7 separate regions of the Mus musculus genome follow, and regions 2, 3, 4, 5, 6 and 7 are each linked to region 1. The links are chromatin contacts, called in public HiChIP or PLAC-seq, Micro-C and promoter capture Hi-C maps. All regions are on one chromosome and are shown on one strand. Each heading gives the region's core, a stretch centred on a gene start, on an enhancer-like site or on the middle of the called end of the contact. The rest is flanking DNA. Distances are from core to core; before and after follow the strand shown.

Region 1 (3,897 bases), core at 463-2,962:
CCAGGAGTCAGCTGGAACCAAGACTGGGGTGACCTTCCACAGCTCCACAAAAGCCTCCCCACCAAGACTGGGGACAGGGAGCGTCCAGAACCACCCCAATCAGCTCTGAAACCAACGCGGGGAGCCGCACCCAGGCCTCAGCCCCAGGGCAGCCTCTCTCTCCCTTTCTCTCTCCCACCAAGCCTGCAGCCCAGGCGCTTGGATGGAAAGCGAGTTATCTAATGAGAATCGTGTTAACTGGCATTCCGGCGACTATGGGCAAATACGGGGCCGCTGTAAAGCTCACCGTAGCAATTCTCTCCAGGAGAATAACAATAGCACCCGGGTAAGAGCTTCCGTCAGCCCAGCCGCTTGCTCCCCTCTAGTCTGCCGCGTTCTTGTCATCCCTTATGTTACAGAACATCAATCATAAATAAAGACGCTGTCCCCCAGCCTGCCCGGGTCTCATTTACAAACATTAGCAGGGAATACGATTACCATTGGCCTTCGTGCCAGGCCCAATGTGGCTACCCAACTCTCTCTCTCTCTGCCCCCTCCCGGCCCCTGCTCCCCACCTCCAAAGCCACTTTAGCATCCTTTAAACCGTCTAGCATAGGACACAGCCTTGCCCATCTTAGCCGGCCACCAAACTGTAACCTCAACTCGGGCGCGGACTAGGAATTGCATAGCTCCTGCAGTTATTAACTGCATGCCTGAGTGCCCCGATTTTCTCTCCGGCTCGGTGGCTTTGAGGGAGGAGGGGAGCGAGGAGTGGGGACAGAGAAGAGGGGGGCTGGAGCGAGCCACTTATCAGAAGCAACTTAACGAGATCTGCGGACAGATTAAAAAGGGAAAGTGGGTCCCTTTATGTTTTATTTATTTATTTTTTTATCTCCAGACGTGTTGTCACGAATTCTGAGAATGTCACTGGCCAAGCAAAATGCTCTCAGAGCGTGGTTATCCACAAGGCTTCCCCGCCCAGGCCATCGCAGCACCTGCCGCGACTCTGCTCGACTGCAGGGTGCAGGGAGCCTCTGCGGGCGTAATGAGCACCCAAGTGTGTCGCCAAATGGGGTACTGTAACACCGCATCTCCCCCCCTACCCCCCGCCCATCCCAGGGCCTCAGAAAGACGGTCAGCAAACATCCCAACCTGGAGGCACCTGGAGCCCGCGCACCAGGAACATGGAAAAAGTGCTGGGGCTGCCAAGAGTGTCGCCCCTGAGAAGGAGAGGGGAGCGAGGGGGGCCAAGGCAGAGAGAGCAGGGTGCGAGAGCAAGCGAGGTAGAACCGGTAGCCCCAGGGGCGCGGGTGCAAAAGTTCCCAGGGGCTGCAGCCCGCGCACCTGCTCCGCCCCGCGGCAGGTGCGCAAAGTTGCGCGCGCTCGGGCCTGGGGCTCCGGGGCCGCGGGACTGGGATGGAGGGGAAGGGGCGGGGAGGGAGGAGCAGACAGAGAAGGGGAATATCAAGATGATGGAGAGAAAGCAGGAGGAGGGGAAGCGAGGGAAGAAAAGCAAGACCGGAGAGGGGAGGCGGGAGGGGGGGGTCAAGACAGAGGTGGGAAGGACGGAGGCAGAAAGCAGGCGGAGGAAGAGAAAGCAGGCGGAGGGGGTGATAAAAAACCGAGGAGAGAGGGAGAAACAAGACGCAGAGACTAACCCTCAGGGATCGGCCCGGGAGGAGCACCGAGCGTCCTGGCTGCAGCAGCCGGTGGAGGAGGCGGCGGCGGCGGCGGCGGCTGGATGGCTGCGCAGCCGCGTCCCGCTCCCCCGCGTTGCCCGCGCGCTCTCCGTGCTCCCCGCGCTCCTCCCGTTCCCCGCGCTCCTCCCGCCTCGGCGGCTCCCGCGTCCCGGCGGCCGCTCGTGGCGGCAGCGAACAAAGGCGGGCTGGTCTGCTCACCTGCAGCCGCCGCCAGTCCAGGCGCCGTCTTGCGCGCGGCCCCCTGGTCGCCCGTACAGCCCTGGCCGGCCTCGGCCCCCGGGCCCCCCGCGGTCCCCCCTCGGCCGCCATCTTGGGGGCGGGCGCGCGGCCGGGGATGCGGCTGCCGCCAACACCCGGGCTGGACCCCGGGAGCGCGGCCCGGCTCTGCGCGCACGCCGCTCGCACTTGACTTTGGCTCCTTGCAAACTTATCGACAGCGCCGCGCGCGCGGATCAATGCGCAGGGGGGGCGGCGGGAGCGCGGAGGGGCCGCGGGCGACGGGGACCGTAAAGAACAAAGTGAGCTCTCTGCAGTGCGTGCGGCCGCTCTCCTCGCGTGGCCTCGCGCGAGGGGAGCACGGAGCACACACGCGCGACCCTCCGGCCGAGGTCCACCCCCCCCCTCGCAACCCCGCGCGCCACGCGCTCGCTGCGCTGCGGGTGACCGCCGCGAGGGGGCGCCCCGGAGCCGTGGGAAAGTCTCCGGGCGCCCAGCATGGTGCTGTACAGCACCGAAGGAAGTCCTATTGGGGAACCTGTGTGTCTATGCTTTGCGTCTTTACAGTAGGGCTCTGATCGTTATTCTTTAGTGGGCGTAACGCACCCCACAACTTTCCAAAGCAAGTCCCTGGCGTGAAGTGAATGTTGCTGCAGGATGTCCTTAGAGAAACCTTTGCGGAAGCAGCCTTTCCCCAACAGCTGCTTGGATCAGTTGAGGTTCTCCAAGGCCCGCTGTAGCAGCTCCGGACCTCTAACATCACTATGGGGGCTAGGCAGGGTGTCATGTTATCATTACCATGGCCAACGCACATGGACGGACACACACACACACACACACACACGCCCTTTGAGTATAGCGTTTCTGCTTTCTCCTTGATCTTTAACCCAGGGCGGGGAGGTCCCGGCCTTTGCAGTTCCTCAGACCCTGGACCAAAAGGGGGCGTATTTCACATATCCCTCTTCTTTTCTATGAGCCCTCCCAACTTGTTATCCTAAAGAAGGGACTCAGAAACCCATCATGCCTCGGTACCCCCTAAAAAAAACCCTAAAAAAACCTCCAGACCCTGAAGTCACCCTCCTTGCCTGCCCACCTCCCCACACCACACCCTATTGCACATCACCCCCCCCACTTACTTCCCTTCCAAAAGAAGAGGCCTAGTCCCCCCCTCATCTCTGTCAAAAGACTAGCTTTTATGGACGGCCAACCGAAATTATATTCCCTTTTTATGGCTGAGCTTGGACTTCTGACATCACTCTCGGTCTGGGACAATAGATCAATACCGTGGGTTATAAAAAAGATGAAGTTTAGAAGAGTTGTAAAGGAGGGAGAATCATGATGGATATTTTTGATGATTTTCCAATATTTGCGTCTCCCAGCACGTGCTTCAAGGCAATTAAAGTTTTTAATGTAATGTAAATAACTGTTTCTTAAATGCTTCAGGGGAAGGTGTGAGCGCTCCGAGCCATCCGTCGAGCCATTTAAAACCCGCAGTGTGATTTAAAGTAGGATACAGTATTTCTCTTGCTGTCCTCATACATTTTTTTTTTCCGTGTGACGTCTGTGCAAATACATTAACGCAGGAGCTGAAAAGACTCCTCAGACCAAAAGTAGAGCTTTTTCCAGAGAGGAAACGAATCAGGCCGAGTTAGCAATTCCGAGTGGCCCATTTCCCTGCCAGATTAAATTGCACGTGACATGTGGTTTTATTTCCTCTCTCCATAACTCTGCCTTCAAATTACGGCTCTCATTCCGCAAAATGAATTTAGGCAAATTTCATAACTAATGCGTTGTGATTTTTTTTTAAATGACTACATTTTCTTCTTGAATCTCTGTACGGCTTGCAGCCCCCGTGTCTTTGAGTCTGCTCTTTTAAAAACCTGTAATAAAGAATTTGAGAGAGAGAGAGAGAGAGAGAGAGAGAGAGAGAAGAACCTAGCGATTGTGAGACCTTTTCCAAACCCGTTTAACAAACAGAGCTTCAATATATTTTAACATATGT
Region 2 (3,897 bases), core at 1,008-3,507, 500 kb before region 1:
GAGTTGGATCCTTGGAACTCACATAATGGAAGGAGAACCAATTTCCATGTGTGTACATGCACTCATATACACACAAACACACAGACACTTAAAATGTATAATACATTTAAAGACTAAAAGAACAATATTGATACTGAGTCAAAACTAAGGACATTCCATTTCTTTTTTGTTTTGTTGATCTGTTTTTGTTATGGCAACTCACTGTGTTGCTTAGGCTAACCTTGAACTCCTGGCCTCAAGCACATGCCACCATAACCCAGCAAATATACATATTCTCAATGGTGAAACAAAATCAATGAAGACTAAATGTATGAAATTGTCAAATACACAGAAAAACATGAAGAATGTTGACACAAAACAAAGCTGTCACTTTAAATTTTAAAATACTCTAAACAAACTCTACTTTAGTAGGTGGTGGTGGCGGCGGCAAACACCTTTAATCCCAGCACTCAGGGAGGCAGAGGCAGGTGGATCTTTGAATTTGAGGCCAGCCTCAAACAGAAAATGAGTTCCAGGACAGCCAGGGCTACACAGAGAAACCCTGCCTCGAAAAAAACAAAACAAAACAAAACAAAAAACAGAAAAGAGTTTGTAGTTTCATGATGGCCTCTTTACTCTTTGTGGCCAAAGACAACCTTGAACTTTTTATTTCATTTTTTTTTTAATGTGTGTCTCCAAAGATGAGAGGGCAACTTGCCAGAGTTGGTGCTCTCCAGCCATGTGGGTCTAAGGATCTTACTCTGGTCACCAGGCTTGGACTGAGGCTCCTCTTCTGAGCCAGATATTAAATCACAGCATTGGCTGGGATCCTCAACTACTGATCCTCCCGCGTGTGTGTGTGTGGGGGGGGGGGTGACCCCTCCCCGTGCCAGTTTCATGCAGTGCAAGGGATCAAACCCAAGGGTTCATGCATGGTGAGTACTCTACCAGCTGGCTATATTCCCAGTCCCATTTGGGGTCGTTTTAGAATACGGGGCGCTTTAAACTCTTCAGAAATAAACTCTTGATTCTTGAGAGTAGACAAGAGAACAGAAGGAAATGAACGCACAGAGAAGGGAAAAGCCAAAGGGCAGGTTTTGGGCAAAGGTAAAGCAACTCCTGAAGTTGAAGGTCTCAAACAGGCTTGGTTCAGAGCCATCAGGAGGGGTCAGAGCCACTGCCAAGTGTCGCAGTGGGTCACCAAGATGCAAATGGACACAGTTGGAGGTGATGGAAACATGAGAGTCCTAAGAAGCCCTCTTATATCCCACTCATATGAAGTATCTCCACACTACTCAACTTCGTTCTAGCTGAGCACAAATTGCATCAACCAAGGAGGCTAGAGGGAATCGGAGACACCACCCTACACAAGCCAACACTCTGGGCCTTCAAATGCGGTCCCCTTCCCCGGGAGGCCGAAAACCGAACTTACTAGATGCTAGGAACTAGAACCTCTACCTCCCATTCAAATTCTCTCTATTTCCCAAGGCCCACGATGAGCGGAATCGCGGTTGTCGACAAAGCAGGGTACGGGTTGCATCTCCCGCTTACCTTGATGGCTTTCTCCATGTCGCTGTCCTCCGACATGCTCCGCTGGGCTCCCACAGCCCGAAGCGGCGGAGGCTGCGCGGCTGTCCCGTCCCCTGGCAGCCGAGGAAGCAAAGGGCTCGGAGCTCGGGGAGACGGGCAGCGCCCGCCCCTAGGGAGCGGAGGGGATGAAGGTCCGGGTGCCGGCTCGGCTTCCGCAGGCGGCTCTAAGCTGGTGGCGGCGGTGGCGGCGGCAGCGGCGGCGGCCCCTGGGGACAAGCCTTTGTGCTGGGCCCCGCGCAGCCGCTTCCCGGCCTCATCCCCGGCCGGGGAGGCAGGCTCCCGGGGCAGGGCGAGGCGGGGAGGGGCCCGGCCTGGAGCGCCGTGCGGGGCTTTGGCGGGGCCGCCGCTTAGGCCTGGGTTCGCCAGCTCCTGAGGAGAAGCCTGCGCCGCCGCCTCCGCCTTCCCCGCCGCCGCCGGCACCAGCACCGTAGCGAAGCCGAAGCCGAGCCCGCCGCCGCTGCCGCCGCCGCCGCCGCCGCCGCCGCCGCCGCTCCCACTGCCGCTCCAGCGCCACACATCGCCGGGACGCCTGCGCCGGGCAGCCCGCCGGCCGCCCGCCCGCGCCTCACCCTCTGCAGCTTCACGCCAGCCATGCTGCCGCGGGGCTCTGCGACCACCCAGCCCCGCGCGCCTCTCGCCGGCATCCGCCGGCCTTTCTGAGGCTTTCCCGAGCCGCGCGGTGGATGTGCAGGCGCCAGCCGGGTCGTCCCCGGGGCGCGCCGCACGCAGCACAGGCCCCCGGGCCTTCCACTGACGTGGCGCTGGGTGAATGACGTAAGACGGCGCGAGGCCTGGCCTGCCGAAAGAGAAGCGGAATGCAGGGAGGGCGCATGCGCGGGAGCCCGCTGCTGAGTGTCTTGTGTTTTGAGCGAAACCTGTGGATGCAGCCAAGGAGTTGGCTGGGAAGTGGGATGGTAACGTGGGACATACAGAAATCTGGCTGTGTGGGAACCAACCGGATCGTGCTCGTCCTGTCAGCTTAGCGGGGTCGGAGATGTTGCTGCCTGCTGCAGCCATCTCAGCATCCCGAGGATGCTAGAAGCGGGAAGGAGGGACAAACGAGTTCTTGGCTTCCATGCGGACGGTTTTAGGACTAGCCAGTTTATGAAGCAGAATTGAAGGTTTGGTTGATTGATTGATTGATTGATTGATTAATTGATTTTTCGAGACAGGGTTTCTCTGTGTAACCCTGGCTGTCCCGGAGCTCACTCTGTAGACCAGGCTGGCCTCGAACTCGGAAATCTGCCTGCCTCTGCCTCCCAAATGCTGGGATTAAAGGCGTGTGTCACCACCGCCCGGCTCTGAAGGTTTTATTAACGATTACTTAAATGGAAGCGTATCCCTGAGAGAGTCATAAGAGACGAGTACACAAAGTATACACAAAGGAGTTTAGTACACGTCCTTTCTGTTAGATTTCTGAGGCAGTTCAAAGGAACAGACAGGGAGCAAAAGAGAGATGGGAGCCTGACCTCTTAACAGTCAGGACTGTGATTACTGGTGCGCACAGCAGGGGGCACAGTCCTCCTCCTGGAAGTTGGACTCCTCTACCAGAGGAAAAAGCTGGCTTCGAGGAGCCTATATAGTAAGGGTGTTAAGAATGCAGAAATATGGGGGGAGAGGCCTCAGGCCACTTCCCATTTCGTTTTATGAAGTTATCTAAATCAATTTAGATATTAAAATCAAAACTTCCAAGTTTTGGCCAGCAGTAGCCTTTGTCCAATGTGCATGGAGGCTAGATTGGGACCAAGAGCTGAGCAAGTTAGTGTCTTGAGGTCTCCCCATAGAGAGCTCTTTTAGATTAGCCTTCAGCCAGGCTAATGGTATGTCCTTTGGAATGGACAGTTTGGAACCCATGGCAGGCGTGCAACCAAGGTAAAAACATGGGTTAAATTGAGTCACCCAGGGGTATCCCTCAGATTTTCGATTAACCAAATGTAATGAGCATATTTAAAAAAAAAAAAAGCCGGTAAACCTGAAAAAAATAGCTTAGTTAGGAACTCCACTACACCCAGTGCTGCACCTGATAACCAGAACCCAGTGACCCAAGATAACCAGACACAGCCCTAGAACCCCATGGCCTCCACTGGACAGTACCTAAACAGAGACAAGAGCAATGCTCTGCACATCTGGAGAGACCTTCATCGGCCCTGCAGCTGGACAGTCTTCCCCAGGATCCTGACCCTTGAATCAGAGGCCACTATTAGAGACTGCACCTGACCTTTTGCTAATATGTCATACAGGTGAGCAGCCTAATACAACATACCTTGCTATACCAACTACCTGTGTCTACATTCTTGCTCACAATAAACATGCTTCAAAAGGAGAGTG
Region 3 (3,897 bases), core at 736-3,235, 460 kb before region 1:
AGGGGAGTCACTCTAACACCCCCCACCCCCACCCACGGATCACTCACAACTGAATCAAGCCAGAGCACGCATTGGACCTGATACTTTGTGCCCTGCCTCCTGATGAACCAGAGGAACAAAGCTATTGATCAGGTGCTTCCTCTTGCAGTCAATTCCGGCTCTTTTTGAAGTTCAGCTCCTTCAAGCCTGACTGATTGCTTCAGCATCAGCTGCCAGTTAAAAAACCAGCAGCTACTGAAATTTACAGCTTGTATTATGCAAAAGATGGGTTGTTTGTTTGTTTGTTTGTTTGTTTTCCCTTGGATTGACTCCTTGTAGCACTCCTCATGGGCATTTTCAAACAGGTCCTGCGCATGTGTAAATGGCTGCCAGGTCCTGGAAGTACATACTGCAGAAAGCAAGAGGCTAAGGCTACAACACCGGTGGTCAGCAGTCCATCTGGAGGATGTCCACGTTCAACATGAGATCCGACCACTGCTCCTACCCAGAGTTGCAAGAGACCATGGAATGTTTTGGCTAAGGGCTTACTTTTGGAATCCCAGACAAGAACCCAGACTTCACCTTAACTTGGCTCTTTAGGAACCTGACCAGACCTCAGTCTCTTGAGCTGTGTAGTGGGGATAGTTATAGCATCAAACTCCCAGTTCTAAAGCTTATGGGTTAAAGACTGAATTGTTTAGGACGCTGCCCTGCACAAAGGTTGGGGGAGGGGACTTTTGGGGAACCCGGACTGCAGCTCACACCAAGTGCCAAGTGCACGAGGCCCTGTAGTATCAAGAGACATGGGATCACTGTCGCCCAGCACTGGGAAGCCTGGGGCAGGAGAATTACAAGTTCAAGGCCAGCCTGGACAACTTAGTGAGATCCTGTTTCAAAGAAAAAGTAGAGAGAAAGCTGAAGACCGGAGGTGGTAGCTGCGTGTCTGGCCTGCACAAATCCAAAGTGGGGTGGGAGTGGCTGACGGAAGAACACAGAATTCCGGGCCAGCCTTGGCTACAAAATGAGATCTTCTTTCAAAATAACACATCAAGATATCAGCCCTGACTGCTTTCCCATTTTACAGAAGAGGGCAGCCAAGTCCCACTTGTTGCACAAACAAAAAGAATACTTCACAACCACGTTCTTTCATGTGATTCCAGACTTTACCAAAACTCAAAAAGCTAAGACAACATTCCAAAGTCCCGGTTGGGTAAGAGCGGCCACAGAGGGGTCCTGACCCAGCTTTTGCTTCTGAACTCTGGCTCAGGTCTGCGTGAATCGGGTAGGGGTGTATGGGAGGTCTCGCAGAGAGGAGCTGGGACGGCTGGGCCTTCCTGGGTGAACCCGGACCGCGCGGGGAAGGAGCAGGCTGCATCGATGCGGGGTAAAGAGGCCCAGGACTGTCCCAGGCCGAGAGGCGACACACTGCGGCCACATGGGCAAGGGAAGACGCGCGCAAAGATCGCTGGGCGCGGAGGGGAAACTGAGGCCGCGTCGCCCGCTCCGTCCCGCCCTAGGGCCCGAGGAGGCGAAGTGAGTCTCACCTGGTTGCAGAAGACCTCAGGCTGATGGTTGGGGGCTGGCACCGCGCTGGTGGCGGCGGCGGACAACAGGCGGCTCAGGCGCGGTCCGCGGCGGACAGTGGTGAGTGCGGCGCGCAGCATGCTGAACTGAGCGGAGCTTAACTGACCCGAACTGAACTGAAATGGGCGAGCCGAGCCGAACGGAGCCGAGAGAAGCCTTGCCGATCGGAGGGCGACTGCAGCGTTGAAGAACAAGTCCTCGCCTCCGCCCCCTGCAGCCGCCAATGGGAGGCGGAGACACGGGGGCGTGGTCAGGGAGTCCCAGCCCCTCACGGCCTAAGGGGCGCGACCCCTGGCTCCCAAAGCCAAGTCAGAGATGGAGTTTGCAGAACCCTGAGAAAGCCTAGCCAGAGTGGTGTGCGCTCCTAGCAGGGTGGCTGGCGCCTAAGGCTCACATCTGTGCAGATATGGCGGCGAAGAGAATTCATGAATGCGGTTATTCCATGAACAGCCTGGGACTGGGCACTTGAGGTGCAGGACGTCATTGGCTAGAAAGAGACGTGGACGCCTGGTCACTTGTGTGCCTTTCAACCAGGTGAACGCATCACTAGGCTAAGGAGATGGTGAGAATCTTGGCAGGGGCTTCTGGGTAGTGCAAAGAGAAGTGTTTTGAAACCCAGGAGCCCCAAACTGGGTGGAGCCCTTGGAAGCTGAGGCCCAGCCTGTTTCTGAAGCACCCAGAAGGAGGAGACTGCTGTGTATGAGCATCGCCCTGCTTTGGTGACTCGAAGGATATTGTCACCCGCGCTGTAATAGCCAGTGACCAGACAAGGTGTCTGGGCGCGTTTCCTCGTGTGCCTCTCATTTTAGCACCGGACAGCTGAAGTTGTTCCGGACTCCGCACCGTTAGCACAAAACATGAGGAAAAAAGCATTTAAGGACCTCACAGGCTGGTCACATGACCCACCGTAGGTGCAAAGGAATCTGGGAAACTGAGAACGCTGTTGGGAGAAATTAAAAAGGAGCCACTGAGCAGACTTCCAGATTCCCCCCGGGGGTCTGCACATACAGAAATCCAAAAGATATGCTCGAATTTCATATCTCCCTGGAGACTGTGCAGCTCTGTATTAGTCAATCAGGTCAGAATGAAAGCTTGGCTCAGAGAGACACACAGGACCCCTTTGTTTTCAGAATTAAAAAAGAAAAACAGCAGAAAAATGGGTCTGGGTCTTTAATCTCAGCATTCAGGAAGTATTTATTTTATGTTTATGAGTACACTGTAGCTGTACTGATGGTTGTGAGCGATCATGTGGTTGCTGGGAATTTGAATTCAGGACTTCTGCTTGCTTGCTCAGGTCGGCCCCGCTGGCTTCAGTCTAAAGATTTATTTATTATATATCTAAGAACACTGTAGCTTTCTTCAGACACACAGAGGATGTCAGATCTCATTACTGATGGTTGTGAGCCACCATGTGGTTGCTGAGATTTGAACTCAGGACCTTTTGAAAAGCAGTCAGTGCTCTTAACCTCTGAGCCATTTCTCCAGCCCTAGCATTCAGGAAGTAGAAGCAAGCAAATCTCTAGAAAGCTCGAGGCCAGCCTGGTGGTCTACATATGAGTTCCGGCTAGCCATCAATATATACATACATACATATATATATGTATATATATATATCCCTTCAAAAGTTTCACCTGCAGGGGCCCTCTGGGTGTGTTTGCTTGTTCTGCGTGGCAATTCGCCCTTGTGCAGAAGTAAACCATTTTGCCTTGCCAAATGTGGATCGTGAATCTCCACACCCATTTCCTGCAGGAAGGTGTCCCCATTCACTGTTTGTAAAAGGGCTACTTGCTGTCTCATTGACTACAGGCCCATTACCATTTAAAGAATTTTCTATGGGTGACATTTAGGTGGCTTCCAATCTTGGGGGACTACAAATAATGCCCCGGTTTGTAGAGCCACTAAGTCATGGGACATTTCCTAATTAAATACTGATAGTGCTATATACAGGCTCCTCCTCCATTTATGATTGGGTGTGGCCTTTAACTCTTCTCAGGTTGGAAGTATCACAAATCAAGAATGTGTTGAAAGTCTACTTTCGGGCTGAAGAGATGGCTCAGCTGTTAAGAGCACCGACTGCTTTTCCAGGGGTCCCCAGTTCAATTTTCAGCAACTACATGGTGGCTCAGAACCATCTGATGCCCTCTTCTGGTGTGCCTGAAGACAACGGCAGTGCACTCATATACATAAAATTAAAAAAAAAAAAACCTAAAACAAACAAAAAAAGACTTTTAAGAAAGTCTACTTTCTCGTGGTACCTGCCCTGTAACATCAGCATTCAGGAAGTGGAGTCAGGAGGATCAGGAGTTGAAGGTCAACCTGAGCTACATAAAGAGT
Region 4 (3,897 bases), core at 507-3,006, 390 kb before region 1:
GTGGGGGGGGGGGGTAACCATTGCCTAAGGTAAAGAATGTAGAGCTATCAAGTTAGTGTGTGTCACACTATTTAGGGTTACCTAACACGTGACTTGGGGGTGTGCCTCAGCAGAATGGCTTGTTCTTAGCACGATGAAGACTCTAGGTCAATCTCAGCACCATAAACTAGTGTCTGACACAGTCAGATGATCTACACTCTGTGGATGGCTTGTCCACTTTCATATATGCCCATTTTTCCCCATGAGGGGTATGATTTGGTGATATCTATGCTTTTTTTGGTGGTCACCACCAGGTGACAGTACCACTGAGGTCTATGGTTCACAGACACACATACACGCACCCCAAAAGGGTTATAGAAAGTGAAAGTTGAGCAGAAGTTGGGAAATCTTGGCATTAAAAGGCTTTAAGACATATTACATAGAAAATAGTATAAACACCTCTATATATTGTATGTTCCTGTTACAGGTACCATTTGTATCCATGGCCTCTCCCAGACCTCTTACACTATAGCATGTACACAATATTGTCCTTCCTGACATGTCATATTTTTTCTCCATATATGCACTAATCTTACCTGGCCTTTCTTCCTTTCTTTCTCCCTTTCTTTCTTTCTTTTCTCCTTCCTTTCTTTCTTTCCTTCTTTCTTTCTCTTATGTGTGTGTGTGTCCTGAACATTGTTTCGATTATATCGTGTGTATGTGTGTGTGTATTTTAGACACTGAACCCAGAGCCTATACCTAAAGCATTCTAACCCTTAAGTGCATTCCTCAGTGTGTGTGCTCACTATAGCACCTGCACAGAGGACAATCTTGAGTTAGTTCTATCCTGCCATCTTGTGAAGCACAAAGCCTTCAGCAGAAGCCTGGAAGTAACCCTGGCACTGATGAGGTGGAAAAGGCAGGAGGGTCAGAAGTTCAAGGACATCTGATTCCAATACGTAGAGAACATAGATTATCTTTTCTCCAATATATAGGGTTCTCAGTATCTTGGGCTACTCAAGACCTTGTCTCAGAACAACTCAAAACCTCAAAACAACTAAACAATGGCCAGACGGTGGTAGGGCAGGGCTGTATCCCACAACTCCAGAGGCTTAGGCAGGCAGATCTCTGAGTTCGAGGACAGCCTGGTCTACAGAGTGAGTTCTAGGACAGCTAGGCGTACTTGGAGCAACTCTGACTTGGAGAAGAAAACAACAAAAACAAACAAAAAATAAAACAAAACCAAACACATCCAAACCACAAAACCAAATTTAACCATGACCTATAGGCTTCCCAGCGTATCCCTGTCTCTTACACAGCGTTTTGTATCACACAACCGAGTGGTTATGCAATAACTAGCTCAGGATCGCACGAGTGCTGAAGCTTGTCCTGTCTGGGGCTGTTTTCTGTGTCCGCAAAAATAATCATCCCACGCAGCCCCGCAGTGCCCGGCTCTCAGTGGATTATCTGTGAAGTCATTGCGCTCCTAGCCAGCCCCTCGCCATACCTGCAGAAAGTTACAACCCTGAGGTCGAAGACCCAGGAAGCCTCAGAGTCTCTGCGGACCCATAGACTCTCGGTGAGCCCTGCGGGAAAACTAAGGAGGACAAACGTAGAGAGGGGTCAAACGCAAAATAGGAGCCAGGCGTCTTTGCGTGCTCTGCGCACGCTCCTCGGACCCTGTCCAGACGGTCAGCCAAGGGGGCAGAAGCAGCTGTCGAAAGCGCATGCGCGCCCGGGGCCTCGCCCCTTTCCGCGTGCGCGTGCGCGACCCGGCGGGTCAGAGACGGCGGCCGACAGGCGGAAGCGGAGGTTGTTGTGGCTCGGCAGGCTGCGCGCGACGGGGGCTGCCGCTGCTGAGGCGGCGGCCGCGGCTTCTGAGGCGGTGGCGGCGCTGCCGACCGCGGGCCGCTCGGCCTCTGGGCTCGGGCCGCAGCCTTCCGTCAGCCCACCGGGGCCCACGCCGAGCAGCGCCTGTCCTATGAGTGTGTCACTGGTGGTCATCCGACTGGAGCTCGCGGGTCACTCGCCGGTCCCCACCGACTTCGGCTTCAGCGCCGCCGGTGAGTCGGCGGCCTCGCGCCGGGCCGGAGGGTCGGCAGCCCTCGCTCCACCGGCCCCCGGACTTGCCGGGCGCCTCTGCTCGACGTCGCCCTCGCTGCGAGAAAGCGCGGCCCAGGGCGCGGGGGCGATGCTGTGCGCCTTTCCCAAGCTGGCAGTCAGACAGACCGGTGGGGAAAGGATTTGCCCAAAGTTAGGTGTGAGTGGCTGGAAACGCGAGTTTTAGCCCAGCCGGGGACCGAGAGGCTGACGTCTTCACCACCGGCCACAGACTTCCTTAGTGGGTCATGCAGCTTCGGCTCTTCCCGTGATCGTCACAACCTTACCTGATAGCATTGAGGATCCTGAAGTGAAGGCAGGAGGACAGGCAACCAGAAGCCAGGCAGGGTTGGGGGGGGGGGGCGGAAACCTGTCTCAAAAGACCGACGAGAAAAAGGTGTGTGTGGGAGGGCGATTGCTTGGTATCTGTCAAGAGTTTTGTCATGCCCTGAATCAGACTTGGTCTGATATGTGCCATACGGACTAAATGTCCCAAGTTGATGGAAAAGAGAAACGGACACTTAGTTTGGAGAGCTGGGCTGGCGCTCGTTCTCGGAAGGATGGCATCCTGGACACTCTGTGGGTCCATTCTTTGGAGCTGCAGTAGAAGAGTGTGTTGTGGTCTTTCTTGGTCTTTGAGACTCCAGTGACTTGATTTATTTCAAGGTTACAAGCGAAATTCCAGAGCTCAAAGTGACCCCTAGATCTGAAAGTCAGTTAAGTTGGCACTAGGCACAAACAGGTAACTTCATCCTGGCCCAGTCCTGGAGACATTTATGCAGTAAAGCCTAGGGGGAGAGTACCTACTGTGTGCTTAGATGTGTGGATCGGGTGCTGAGAACTCCTACTGTGTGCTTGGTTGTGTGGGTTGAGTGCCGTACTGGACAGGCCTGGTGCCTGCCTCAGAACTGATGTTAAGGAATTTCGGTCACATCTCCGGGTTTCTGAAATGCTGCTTATTCATTAATAAGTAGAGGGACAGAGGCAGACACTGGAAAAGAGCCTCATCCAGGGGGACACGCCATAGAGGAGCAGGAAAGCTATTGATTGATGTGCCAAGAAGTGAGAGGAATTTGTTCTGTCATTAGGTATTAATCTTTCATGTGTTCTCCAGCTGGAGAGATGTCTGATGAGGAGATCAAAAAGAAGACATTGGCTTCCGCTGTCGCCTGTCTAGAAGGGAAGTCAGCCGGGGAGAAAGCAGCCATCATCCACCAGCACCTTGGCCGTCGGGAAATGACGGATGTGATTATTGAGACCATGAAGGCCAGAGCAGGTATGCCCACAGGAAGCCTGGCCGCGCTCAAGTACTCTGAGCCCCTGGCTGGTTTTTGTTTTTTGGTTTTTGTTTGTTTGGTTTGGTTTGGTGTTTTTTGCGGTTGATGAGCAGCTGAGGCTGGGTACATTTGTTAATGAGTATGGCCTTGAAGTAATCTTGCTACGTTCACCTCCTGAGTGGTGGGATCATGTGTATGCATCCGTATGTCCAGTTTGCATCCTGCTGGGCACAGACCCAGGGCTTCATACATGTAAGGCTAGCGCTCTCCCAACTGAGGTATAGTTCCAGCATGCTTTTTCCCCCCAGCACTTGTGTTCTTTATGTGATTTGTGAAGCATATTTCATTGTCTTTTTTGAAAGGGTTATGTAAACCCTGGAGTTTGGAAACATACCCCAAGACCCTGTTTTAAGAGAGTAATACAGGAGAAACTAGATTGGTTGTCACAAAGTGGGCTCTTCCCTCTGGTGGGAATGCTTATAACTACTAACTCTGCTCCAGTGGAGCAGTTCCCGGGGAAGCCTGCTGCCCCGTCCCTGCC
Region 5 (3,897 bases), core at 399-2,898, 340 kb before region 1:
ATATACGTTCTAAGTTTTTCTTTTTAATTATTCACAGGTGGACCAGGGGTGTGGAGCTGGAGAGGCAATGCTATACTCCCTATCTAAAACTGACACCCCAGATCCATTTTTCTCTCTTTTTTTTTTAAAGTCATATTTATGGCCAGTCATGGTGAAGCAGGTCTTTGATCTCAGCAGGCAGGTGGATCTATGTGAGTTCCAGAACAGCCAGGGCTGTTACACAGAGAAACCCTGTCTCGGAAAAAACCAAACAAGAACAAAAACCACCACCGACAAGGTCATACTTATATTGCTTATATATGTGTGGCACAATCCAAGGGTGGAGGGCTGGGGACAATTCCAAGCATTTAAGTTTTCTTCTTCCACATGCCAGCTCCAGGGTTGAGAGTTAGGTGGTGAGCTTAGGCAGCCTGGGCCTTTACCTTCTGAGCTATCTGCTAGCTACTTAAAAAAAAAAAAATCCATGTAGACCAACAAGTCTGGAACTCAAGAGATCCAGTTGCCTGTCCAGAGCTGGGATTAAAGGCATGTGCCATAACCAGGGGTAACTCTTCATTGAATTGCCCCTTCTTGAGACTGGGTCTCTTGTAGCTTAGCCTGGCCTAGAATTCCCTCATGAAGGTGAAGATGACCTTGACTGTCTAATCCTCCTTCCATTTCCCAAGTGCTCGTACTACAGGCAAGAACACCATGCCTGCCTTTAATTCACTGGAATGACTTTAATAGGTTGAGGGTTTTTTTTTTTCCCTCGGCCCATCACCTTCTTAAGCAATTTCACTTAGAAAAGAAAGAAAAAAAAAAAAACCAATTTAAACTCATTTGAAAAAAGTTAACCATTTGTTTCCAATTTAATTACAACACCTTAAAAAAAAAAACGGACCAGTGTTTGGTGGCCTTCCCGAGTTAAAGTAAAAGTTTTTAAAAGGGGTCAAGGTCTAAAGTTGACATTCTTGGGAAAGTCTGTTTAGTCTTCACCGAGGGAGACCCCATCACCCAGTTCTACTACCAATCAGGTCCATTTCCCTTCGGGTCCCCTGAAGGAGGAACTAAGAAGTCCGAGCGAGCTAGGGGGAAAAAAAAAAAGAGGGTTCAAATGAAGGTCAGAGACCCAACAGTTCGCCGGGGTGAATAAAGTGGGGCAAAGTGAAGCAGCTGGCGGTGGCTTCTGAGGCGGCAAGCTTCCCCACGCTGGCAGGGCAAGTCGGCACGCAGTGGCACCTGGGGGCCTACTGTGTGCCAGGCCCCGATTGCAGGTCCCCGCCCCGAAGGTGCCCGCAGGCCATCCTCTAAGTTGTGATTTGGTGGGGTGGGGGTGGGGTGAAATCAAGGTCCTCCAAGGGGGTCGAGGACACCCGAGCAGCTCACGGCGCCCGTCCCCGAAGCAGATCCCGAAGTTCAGACCCGCCTTGGCGAGGGCGGATCCCTCCTGGCCCCCTCCACGGCCCTAGTTCGACCCCGGGGAGAGCGAACGCGGCCCAGCGCTGCGCCCCGCTCCTCACGTGTCCCTGATCGGCCCCCCGGGCCGTCTCACGTTCGACTTCCGCCTGACCCTTCCGACTTCCGGTAAAGAGTCCCCCCCCCCACCCCCGACACCTCCCCCGCCCCGGGTCTGTTTCGCATCTCCGCGCCCTCCAGGCCCGCGTCAACCCCGTCCGCGTCCGCCAGCCCGGGTCCCATGCGTTCGTCCACCGCCGCCGCTCAGCGGCCCGCGGCGGGGGACCCCGAGCCGCGCCGCCCGGCGGGCTGGGCCGCGCGGCGCTCGCTCCCGCGGACGGCGCGGCGCGGCGGGCGGGGCGGCGCGGTGGCGTATCCCTCCGCCGGCCCTCCCCCGCGCGGCCCCGGCGCCCCTCCCCGCGGGCCGCGCTCGCCACCCTGCGCCTCAGACTGTTTTGGTAGCAACGGCCACGGCGCGTCCCGGCCCGGCTCCCGGCGGCTGCTCGGTGTCTGCGGGCCTCCCCGCCCCTTCGTCGTTGTCCTGCTGCCTCTGGCCCCCGCGGCCACGCCGGCCCGCGCCTGCCCGCCCGGCGTCCGCGCGTCCCCGCCGCGCTCCGGCGTCTCCTCCTCGGCGCGCCCGGCACCCGGCTGTCCCCGCCCGGCGTGCGAGCCGGTGTATGGGCCGCTCACCATGTCGCTGAAGCCGCAGCCGCAGCCGCCCGCGCCCGCCACTGGCCGCAAGCCCGGCGGCGGCCTGCTCTCGTCGCCCGGCGCCGCGCCGGCCTCGGCCGCGGTGACCTCGGCTTCCGTGGTGCCGGCCCCGGCCGCGCCGGTGGCGTCTTCCTCGGCGGCCGCGGGCGGCGGGCGTCCCGGCCTGGGCAGGTGGGTGTCAGCTCCCCCAGCCCCCTCCGCGCCGGGCCGATCCCGCGCCGCTCGTCCCCTCCCCCGCCTCGCGCCCCGTGACCGGCCGGCTTCGCGATGTGCCGGGGGGCCCGCGGAGGGGCGGGAGGCGCCGGCAGATTCCTTCGGGCTTCTCGGGCCGTGTCCAGCCTCCCGCACCATCGCGTCCCCTCCCCCCAGACGGCCAAGATGGACGGCCCTGGCGGCCCCCTGCCCCTCCCGGGTGTGCCAGGGGCGATTGGTATCCCGCCCCACCCCCTTGCTGCGCCCCCCCCCCCGATAGAAGGGCGGCTGAGCCTGGGTGCGGGTCGCAGGGGGTGGGGGGATCCTCTCCTGAAATGAGCCTCTTTGCCGGGTGGGGAGTCGGGAGGGAGGAGGGGAGATTGAGGCCCAGCCGCCCCAGGTAGGGTCAAGCCGGGTGTCCTGCATATCTATCCCCCGCCCCGCAGACCCTGGGAAGGTGGGCGACGGAGGCGAGGTGGGTGCCAGCGGCCTAACGCACCCATCCCCCTTTAGATCTGGGGCGGCGGGGTTCCCGCAGCGGGCCGTTCTTCCCCTCCCCCCCCCCAACTGGGGAAGGGGTGGGAGTGCCCGGCTCCCTCCAGGCCCGCCTCCCTCCTTCCCCGCAAGGTCCCCTGCGCGCGGGTGGTGGCCGATCCGCATTGCTGTTCCTCGTCCGCGGAGCAGAAGGCGCCTTTGAATAGAGGTGGGCGAGGGCCGGACTCTTGAGGTGGGTTGGCCGCGGGCTCTGGACACGCACCGCATTTTCCCTCCCAACCCCCCCCCCCCCCGGCCCAGTTCCTGCAATTTTTAGGGGTGAGGCGCCGCAACAGAGGAGTTGGTGCGGGTCCGAAGGCAACAACTCCCGAGTGTTGGCTTGCGCCCTGGTCCCCCTCTCCCCTTCCCTGGGCCCGATCTCGTTGGTAGGCTGGGGTGCTGTCCTGTGTGACTGGACTCTGGAGGGTGTGTGCGTGCGGGGGTGGGGAGTGGTGGGGGTGCTTGTCAGTTCGTATTTCACGAACTAAGAAAATGCTTAGTGTTAAAACGGAGAGGCAGATGCCAATAGACTCCATTCCATTGTGGCCGGTGTCCTTAACTTGGGAAACGCCGCCGCCAGAGCTTACCAAGGGCATGCAAGTCCTTTTCCCCTGTGCCCCTGTGTTACAGGCACTACTGTGCCTCCCTCTGGCCTAGGCCTGGCTGGCAGGGCCTGGAGCAGCCTCCTCCTTAAATAGACATCCAGGACTTAGGAGGTGGGCAAGGGGATTTTTCTTGTACGGAGTTTTCTTCTTAGCCGCATTGTCCTGCTGTCCGTTTCCAGAGAGTGTTCCTCTACAGCAGAAGTTAACCCCTAGGGTGAATCAGAGCCGAGGTTTTAGGGAATTCTTCTGGGAACAGTATGTTTTTTACTTTATTCCTCCACACTCCCAATTTTCCCTAACATGAGGCATTTCAAACCCTGCTTAGCTTGCCTCGTTCAAGTTAAACCATCATTTTATTTCCCCATCTCTGTGAAGTTAGGGTTTTGTAAGTTGTTTCTTTTCTGTCCTTGACTTTTAGTGA
Region 6 (3,897 bases), core at 834-3,333, 300 kb after region 1:
TGGCTGAGCTCTGCCTCCCTGGCACTGGGAATATAGGCCTGTGCCATCACACCTGGTTTGTTTTGTGTTGTTGTCGTTGTTTTTCGTTTGTCTGTTTGTGTTTCTTGACCCGTAGGGGAGGGTTTGAGACAGAGTTTCTCTGTGTGGCTTTGGCGTCCTGGAACTTACTCTGTGGACCAGGTTGGCCTTAAACTCAAAGAAACCCCACTGCCTCTTCCTCCCAAGTGCTGGGATTTGAGGCACACCTGGCTTTTTTTTTTTTTGGTTTGGTTTTCGACACAGCAGGCCTTTTAACTTACACCTTTCTCGGATGGGTCTAGCCACAGCTCATCGCTCACTCGTGATAGCGTTTGTACTGCTTTCCCAAATACTATGGAGGAAAAGAAAGGTGCGTTCACATTCTTCCCAAGCAGTGAAGACAAACCACAAGACTACTCTTGTATGCACAGGACTCAAGTGAAAACCAGAAAGGACGGTGGGATCCACTGAACAACTTAGTCATGCCTGTCAAATGCAAGTGATTCTTCTGTTGCGTGTTAGCGCCCTGTGGGTCAGACTGCCTGAGATGGAAATAGGGGATTTTAGTTTTACAGAGACAAGACTACTCCTCAATCAAAACACTAGTTATCCAAAATTGTTGGCAAACTTCATCCTTCCGAAACTTCAAGGCCTTTTCCGACTAACCCATTTCATCCTGGCTCTACTAATTGCTCTACGCTTGATCTTGGGCTAAAGGCTGGAAACTAAGTGGTTAGCACTTGCATCCATTCATGGGCTATCCATACGACAACAGCATTGAGCATCTTGGCTTCCAACATGCTAGGCTAGGTTAACATGTTGTTAGACTATAACGATCTCAACTTTGATGCTGTGTCAAGCCTTAGCAAAGTGCATCACTATGAGAGGAGGCACCATGACAGGAATTCACCACACGGTGTCCTAATTGTATGTGATGCCACAGAGCTGGAAACAGTGGTTTGAAATCCTTTTTTCCTGAATATGTCCGAACAATTTCCCGTTAAGTGATTACACTGAACTTTTTGGTCAAGATACACCTGGGAGTTAAACTACTCAGCCGATCCACACAGCGTTTTATAGACTAATTTACATTAGGAAATGCCGTATACCCTTACCTACATACACAGTAAGACTTCAATAAATATGCATCGACATAAAATTCAACATTATTTCTCCTGCAAGCCAATTTCCGTGCTAATGCTCTCATTCATTTTGAGTTCTCCCAACCTCTGAAGGGGGATGGTACACTGGCCCTTCTTTGGTCTGTCTACACACAAACCCGGTCCCCAGCCCAAGCATCCCACCCCCCTTATAAGGCTATGTATTATACAGTTCTCCACACAGTCTTTCTAATTTCTGATCTCACTACATGGACTTTTTATTTAGCCCATGCTTCTAACAACCTCTATCAACGAAGGGGCTAATATTAGTCTCATTTTTCGACTGAGGGACAGAGAGGATTGTTCGAGATTATATATTAAAACAAAAACAAAACCCAACAACAATAAAAAAAATGTCTCCGGCAGAATGTCGAATAAAGCAGCAGGTTGGTTTTCCCACAGCTCAAAAATACTTTTGCTGGTCAAGTATTATTTCCCCCCTTGAATTCTCTCCACATCAGCCCTCCTCAATCCGAGTTTAAGGCCCAATGGCACAATTCTTTTCTCGGTCACCGAATTAAACCCTGGACATAAATCAAATGGAACGGGGCTGGCATGCTCTTCGAAGCCCAGCATGGCCCTCGCGAGGCGCGCTATGGCAGCTTCAGTCGTGGCGAAGAATGGCGGAGGAGGCCGAAGAAGACGATGGATAAACCCTGCACGAGGCGTTAGACTTTTCCCTCTTCTAAGTAGCAAAGCAAGAATGGCCGCTCCACCTTTCACCTGGCCGCCCGTCATCCCGCACTTCAGCATGGCTACGGGCAGAGCAGGCATGGAGGGCGCAAGCGCGCCAGCCGCGGGTGCCCGGATGTTGCCCCCGCACTTTCCGCGAGCTCAGCCTTTCCTTTGCCCCGCCCACGAGCGATTTCTTGCAGCGCCGGGTTTTTTTTTTTTTTCCCTTGACGGGAAATGACCCTTACGGGCCCCCGTAAGACAGGCTCTTGCCAACTTCGCGTCTCATTGGTGGCGGAAGAAGTGGGCGGGTCGACCGAGGAGCCTGAGGAAGAGGGCGGCGGCGTTCGTGGTGATTGAACGGAGCCCTGGTGACAGGATGGTGAGCCCCACGGCGGCTGCTACCCGGGTGGGGCCGGGATGCTGCGGCGTCCGGTTGAGGGAGTGGGGTGGGGGCGCGAGGAGGATCCGGGTGGCCGCGGAGTTGGAACGGGAGGACCGCGGCTGGTTGAGGGTGCGGCTCGGCCTGATGTCGCCCCCTCGCCCCAGCGGCCAGAGGGCGTGCGAGGCGGACCCGGCGGCCGGACCCGGTCACGAGATCGGCTCCGGCAGTCGGTGTGACCGCACGTCTCTTCCCTCCTGGTCCTTCCCGGCTTGCTGGGGGTAGCCGGCCTCGGGGCAGAGCGCGAAGTAGCCGTCGCACTGGCCGCCACTCCGGACGGGGACCCGGAAAGGGGACTGCTCGTCTCCTGTGGCCGCTGCGGCCCCATTGAGCGATGTCGTGGGGATCGTTTGGAGCCTGCGGAGATGCGCGGGGTTGTTCGGAGAGCCTTAGCTTACCCAGTCTGCATCAGACCTTTAGGCCCGTCCCCCCCAATAGATTGCTGTCCCTACGACTTTTCTGTGCAGACACGTCCTTGTAATCCGATTTTCGAAGGCACTCTTTGCTCTCTAAAGTTGGGGGGGGGGACTGCTGTTTGTCCTGATGAAGGTTAAAGTGAAGGCACCTCACTGGCTGCTGGGCACGCGTTGCGTTTTTCACAGATTATCCTTGTGCAGACAACCTTTTAAAAAGGTGGCCTAGCAAACACAGAAGTGGATGCTCACAGTCAGCTAATGGATGGATCACAGGGCTCCCAATGGAGGAGCTAGAGAAAGTATCCAAGGAGCTAAAGGGATCTGCAACCCTATAGGTGGAACAACATTATGAACTAACCAGTACCCCGGAGCTCTTGACTCTAGCTGCATATGTATCAAAAGATGGCCTAGTCGGCCATCACTGGAAAGAGAGGCCCATTGGACATGCAAACTTTATATGCCCCAGTACAGGGGAACGCTAGGGCCAAAAAGGGGGAGTGGGTGGGTATGGGAGTGGGGGTGGGTGGCTACGGGGGCCTTTTGGTATAGCATTGGAAATGTAAATGAGATAAATACCTAATAAAAAATGGAAAAGAAAAAAAAAAAGGTGGCTTTATAAGCCGTTCCAAAGGTATATGCTTAAATTCACTGGATTTTGGCATCTAAAAGAGAATTATTTTGCTTTAGACTCCAGTTTAAAGTAGACTAGTTCTTTGATGGCAATTTGGAGACACTTGCAAGGAAGAAGAATTTGCTGGAATGATTGCATATTCATGTCTCTGAAGTCGTTTTGAGGGGTGAACGCTTATGTTTAAGGGCAGTTGCTATGCTGGGCATCACGTTTCTTTTAAATTTTTATTTTGAATTTTTGTGTATGTGTCTCTACATGAGTTTATGTGCACCAAACAAGTTCAGGAGCTACTGGAGACCAGAGGGCTTCGGATCCCCCGGAACTGGAGTTACAGGGAGTTGTGAGGTGCCACGCGGGTACTGGGAACCAAATCCGGGTCCTTCAAAGATCAGCAAGTGCTTTTTAATTGCTGAGCCATCTCTTCCATCCTAAGTCAGGTTATAACGATGTAGCCCTACTGGCCTGGAAATCAGAGATCTGCCTGCCTCTGTCTCCTGAGAGTGGGCACTAAAGGAGTGTGCCACCACACAGAGCTTGATCTTGACATTTTTGTCACAT
Region 7 (3,897 bases), core at 357-2,856, 280 kb before region 1:
GCCCCATGACCTGCTACCGCTAATTAAGCACCACCTCCAGGTAACTCCACCATACTGTAAATAACATCAGGGCTAACTGGTTAACTTCTAGCCCTCAGGAGAGAACTCTCTGGAAATGGACTTGCAGACCTAACAGAGATACTTACTAACCACAATGGTATTTCTTAGTTTAGTCAGTTCATTATGGAGACAAACCACGGTGCTGTCAGAAGCTATCCCATTTGAGTCTGTACACCTATAATCCTGTCTATTTCTGCATGCCAAAAATGTCATTTCCCCAGTGTTGTTTGTGTTTGCTACAAAATTTGCTTTCATGTGTTGTTTATCATTTTAAGAAATTAGTCATTTGAAGCTTGTTGTTTTGAAGTTTTTGTTTTGGGAACAGGTCTGTGCTGTGTAGATTAGGGTGACCTAGGGCTGCAGTTCCTTCCCTGTCATCTGCCCGGTGCTGGGACATGCTCACTGCCATCCATGCCCTGCAATTAGTCATTCTTGCTTCCTCCCCCTCCCCTCCCCTCCCCTCCCCTCCCCTTCCCTCCTCTCTTCTCTTCTTGAAATTAGATATTGTGTTATGTATGTAAGTATACTATAGCTGTCTTCAGACACACCAGAAGAGGGCATCAGATCCCATCACAGATGGTTGTGAGCCACCATATAGTTGCTGGGAATTGACCTCAGAACCTCTAGAGGAGCAGTCAGTGCTCTTAACCATCTCAGTGCACTGAGCTATCTCTCCAGCCCCTCTTGTTTGAGTTTTGATTCTCCAGACAGCGTTTCTGTGGCTTTTCTGAATTCACTCTGTACACCATGCTGGCCTTGAACTTGACCAGCTTTTTAAATTAACTTTTTTTTACTTTAGCAAAAATTATACCCCCCCCCCCCCCAAAAGTCCCATCCACTTGTTTTTCTTTATTTCCTTACCTATGAAAGTTTAGCCTATGAAGGTTTTTATTCCTGATCTTTTGTGGTTTGTATGCTTACAGTTTTATTTATGTGAGACAAGGTCTAGCCCTGACTGGCCTGGAACATGATGCTGTGTAGGCCAGGCTGCACTCAAACTCACAGAGGTCTCTCTGTCTCTGCCTCTCTGCCTCCCAAGTGCTGGAATTAAAGGTATGTGTCATCATACCTAGGTATTTTACCTTATCTTATTGGATTTGATTTTGAGATAGGGTCTGTGTGCAGTCCCAGCTGTCCTGGAACTCACTAAGTAGATTAGACTGAGCTGTTTTTATATATGCATATATGGTTTATTTGTGTCTGCTACATGTGTAGATTTCCAGAGGCCAGAAGAGAGCATTGGCTCCCCTGGAGCTGAAGTTACAAGAGGTTGTGGGTTTCTTTGCGGGTACTGGGATCTGAACTTGGTCTTTTGGAAGAGAAACACTCTTACCAGCTGAGCCTCACTCTCAAACCCCAGAACTGATTGAGCTTGTGGCAGATTTTAATTTGACTGTTGATGTGGATATGTCTTGTCAAGCATCCTCTGCTATAGAAACTGTCCTCCTAGGGAAGTGACTTAGTGCCTTTCCTGACAGTGAGGCTACCAGATGTCAAGATGTGTGGCAGCTGCGGAGGAGACCGAGTGGTTAAGAGCACCTGCTCAATCTTGCAGAAAACCCAGATCTGTTCCCAGTATTCAAAAGGAGTTCATACCTCTCTAACTCCAGTTCAGGGGAGCTGATGTCCTCTTCTGGGCTCTGCAGGTGCTGCAGGCATATATGAGGGCAAAACACTCAAACATATAAAATTAAATCTTTAAAAAATGATATATGAATTTCTGATTATATTTTGTTGCGCCTTGTGCCTGATTCTGTTCAGAGCTGTGGTGTCTTGTTACTGTGCCAGTGTAGTAAGTTGAAATTTTTATGGATTTATTTTACATGAATGAGTTTGCCTGGGTGTGCAGACCTTGTGTTCTTGAGGTCAGAAGAGGGCATTGATATCTGGAACTGGTTATAGATGACAGTCTCTTTGTGGGTGCTGGGATTGAACCCAGGCCTCTGAAAGAGAAACAAGCACTACTCCTCAGAATAGATACTCTCAAGCTTTTTGAGATAGGGTCTCACTGTGTAGCTCTGGCTGGCCTTGAATTCAAATCGTTCCTCCACTACCACCACCATACCATGAAGGCAGTGGCTCCCACACCTGGCAAGGACTTCATATTATGCTCTTCTTTAGGGATAGACTTCCAGAATGACTTCTAGTCAACATTCCTTCCCGTGACTCTTCAACCTTGATGGCCTTCTTGAGCTTATCTCATCTGCCCTGTTTATCCTTGGGTTTGCTTTCTACAAAAGCCCATGCACCGCAGAGGGTGCTAGACGCGCTTTCAGAACCCAGAACCAGATCACACCTTTGCTCTTCAGTCCTGAGCTTTTTGCTCACCCAAGTTGCTCTTCAGCTGGATACTTTACTATTAGTTTGCTGGGCTGCACTTGATGCAGTTGACATGGTTTCTGTGGGCTGAGGAGAATGAGGGTTTCTTGGAGCCCCAGGCAGCTTTTTCTCATGACTCCTGGGGCACTTGAGGAGATGGTTGGAGAAGCCGTGGTCTGCTGGGGGCGTAGCAAGCTTTCCTAGGCTGTAACAGTGTCCCTCTCTAGTCCTTATTGCATAATCATTCCTCAAGATGAGTTCCTAATCCTGGGAACCAAGCCAATAGCAGTCATCTATTATTTTTTTATAGGCATATCGATACAGACAAAGATTACATTTTTGTTTAACATTCAGTTCTGGGAAACAAAAGATATCTAAAAATGATATTTTTCAGTAGCATGATATTTAAGCATATTTTTGTGGTTGCAGATCATTTCTAGTCATTTTGATTTTTAGAAGGACTGATTTAATGTTTTGATCTCTTTGTTTTTGCTTGCAGGCCTCTATATACAGCATGTGCATGGCTAGTACCCATAGAGGCCAGCAGAGGGGGTTAGATCCCCTAACTGGAGTTAACATAAGATTGTGAGCTGCCCCATGAGTGATGGGACTCAAACCCACATCCTCTGCAAGAACAGTGCATGCTCCTAACTGCTGAGCCATCTCTCCTTCCCCATAATACACTTTAGACAATAAAAACTCTAAAGCGTTAGATTTGACAAGTAATAGGCTCAGTACATGTAATTCTTTCTTTACTGAGAAGCATTCTAGCATAAGTAAAGTGTGCCTAGCGATTTGAGCTCTTTGACTTTTCCTTTGTGTGTGTATATATATATATATATATATATATATATATATATATATATATATATATGTGTGTGTGTGTGTGTGTGTGTGTGTGTATATATGTTGTGGGGGTGGCCTTTAAACTACAACCGTGCATTCAGTGCATCCACTGTGAAGGAATGCATGAAAGTAGCCTAGCTGCTTCTTTGTTTGGAGTCCTAGGATTACAAGATCCCCTCAAGATCATTCATATGCAACCCCTTCTAGAGCATGCTGGGGAAATGACCCTTTGGCAGCCACCAACGGGTGGGTTAGACATCCCCTGTAGGTGTCAGTGTTCTGGAGGCAGTTAGATGTGATTCTCTGAAAGTGTAGCATCCTGTTATATTATGGTTGGAAGTTTGTTGTCTTGACTTTCTGTTTATACTTGGTATTTGGGGGTGGCTCTTCGTTTCTGCTATTTGCTGTGGTGCCTGTCCTGCTCCACAGAAAGTTTTGACACATTGGTGTCCACAGTATTTGTTAGGGTGATGTCTCTATCTGCTAGTGAGTCCAGGTAGCCATTCAGTTTCCTTTAGTGCAAAGATCTTTAAAGATGAGCTGGGACTCAGTGTTGTTCCCAGAGAGGCCTGGCTTCCTGTCCCACCTGGCCTCAGTGAGAGAGTCAGAGATAGCCTGGGGCTAGCTTGGTTTTATTTTGATACCTTAGTTCTTTCTGTTTCTCTGCTTTAA

What was found. Hi-C and Micro-C count contacts between places; a contact is called where the count stands out from the background. HiChIP or PLAC-seq counts read pairs in DNA pulled down with a chosen protein or histone mark. Capture Hi-C pulls out chosen DNA fragments and counts their contacts.
Region 2: a promoter capture Hi-C map of adipose tissue shows a contact between it and region 1. The contact joins the promoter of Mapkapk5 here to the promoter of Cux2 in region 1. A contact is called at or near these places in 2 of 39 promoter capture datasets (embryonic stem cells and stem cell-derived epiblast-like cells) and 1 of 9 other capture datasets (adipose tissue).
Region 3: a contact with region 1 is called in an H3K27ac HiChIP or PLAC-seq map of embryonic stem cells, with 7 times the contacts expected there. The contact joins the promoter of Aldh2 here to the promoter of Cux2 in region 1.
Region 4: a contact with region 1 is called in an H3K27ac HiChIP or PLAC-seq map of acute myeloid leukemia, with 5 times the contacts expected there. The contact joins the promoter of Brap here to the promoter of Cux2 in region 1. A contact is called at or near these places in 2 of 39 promoter capture datasets (liver and stem cell-derived epiblast-like cells), 1 of 484 Hi-C or Micro-C datasets (embryonic stem cells), 2 of 115 datasets of contacts at active chromatin or transcription factors (acute myeloid leukemia and embryonic stem cells) and 1 of 9 other capture datasets (liver).
Region 5: an H3K4me3 HiChIP or PLAC-seq map of embryonic stem cells shows a contact between it and region 1, with 21 read pairs. The contact joins the promoter of Atxn2 here to the promoter of Cux2 in region 1. A contact is called at or near these places in 2 of 39 promoter capture datasets (the HPC-7 cell line and embryonic stem cells), 6 of 484 Hi-C or Micro-C datasets (embryonic stem cells and nephron progenitors), 13 of 115 datasets of contacts at active chromatin or transcription factors (the SCID.adh cell line, T-cell acute lymphoblastic leukemia, cardiomyocytes and 4 more) and 1 of 9 other capture datasets (embryonic stem cells).
Region 6: a Micro-C map of embryonic stem cells shows a contact between it and region 1, with 4 times the contacts expected there. The contact joins the promoter of Vps29 here to the promoter of Cux2 in region 1. A contact is called at or near these places in 1 of 39 promoter capture datasets (stem cell-derived epiblast-like cells), 1 of 484 Hi-C or Micro-C datasets (embryonic stem cells), 2 of 115 datasets of contacts at active chromatin or transcription factors (bone marrow-derived macrophages and memory CD8 T cells) and 1 of 9 other capture datasets (adipose tissue).
Region 7: an H3K27ac HiChIP or PLAC-seq map of T-cell acute lymphoblastic leukemia shows a contact between it and region 1, with 2.8 times the contacts expected there. The contact joins the enhancer-like site here to the promoter of Cux2 in region 1. A contact is called at or near these places in 7 of 39 promoter capture datasets (the C10 cell line, HPC-7-derived erythroid cells, cranial neural crest and 3 more), 1 of 484 Hi-C or Micro-C datasets (bone marrow-derived macrophages), 3 of 115 datasets of contacts at active chromatin or transcription factors (T-cell acute lymphoblastic leukemia, embryonic stem cells and stem cell-derived neural progenitor cells) and 2 of 9 other capture datasets (embryonic stem cells and liver).

The regions. Positions count from the first base shown.
Region 1 is chr5:122,048,139-122,052,035 of GRCm38.p6, forward strand. It overlaps Cux2 (cut-like homeobox 2), which reads right to left and starts at 1,713. Exons shown (of 23, transcript NM_001312908.1): 1 at 1,638-1,713.
Region 2 is chr5:121,543,635-121,547,531 of GRCm38.p6, forward strand. Mapkapk5 (MAP kinase-activated protein kinase 5) reads right to left here and starts at 2,258. Exons shown (of 14, transcript NM_010765.2): 1 at 1,531-2,258. The coding sequence starts at 1,566.
Region 3 is chr5:121,591,839-121,595,735 of GRCm38.p6, forward strand. Aldh2 (aldehyde dehydrogenase 2, mitochondrial) reads right to left here and starts at 1,986. Exons shown (of 13, transcript NM_009656.4): 1 at 1,524-1,986. The coding sequence starts at 1,643.
Region 4 is chr5:121,658,807-121,662,703 of GRCm38.p6, forward strand. Brap (BRCA1 associated protein) reads left to right here and starts at 1,757. Exons shown (of 12, transcript NM_028227.3): 1 at 1,757-2,042; 2 at 3,194-3,355. The coding sequence starts at 1,961. Acad10 (acyl-Coenzyme A dehydrogenase family, member 10) reads right to left here and starts at 1,704. Exons shown (of 21, transcript NM_028037.4): 1 at 1,487-1,704.
Region 5 is chr5:121,709,961-121,713,857 of GRCm38.p6, forward strand. Atxn2 (ataxin 2) reads left to right here and starts at 1,649. Exons shown (of 25, transcript NM_009125.2): 1 at 1,649-2,316. The coding sequence starts at 1,676.
Region 6 is chr5:122,352,245-122,356,141 of GRCm38.p6, forward strand. It overlaps Vps29 (VPS29 retromer complex component), which reads left to right and starts at 2,084. Exons shown (of 4, transcript NM_019780.2): 1 at 2,084-2,232. The coding sequence starts at 2,230. It overlaps Rad9b (RAD9 checkpoint clamp component B), which reads right to left and starts at 1,961. Exons shown (of 13, transcript NM_001382853.1): 1 at 1,895-1,961; 2 at 300-370. The coding sequence starts at 1,931.
Region 7 is chr5:121,763,640-121,767,536 of GRCm38.p6, forward strand. The region is part of intron 5 of Atxn2 (ataxin 2); the gene reads left to right. Among named protein-coding and RNA genes, the nearest start is that of Mir7031, 54 kb to the right of the region's middle. Within about 2 kb of position 1,607, at least 9 of the 459 cell types and tissues checked have an H3K27ac peak or open chromatin away from gene starts, as enhancers often do. A contact at or near this core is called in T-cell acute lymphoblastic leukemia, where this site is marked.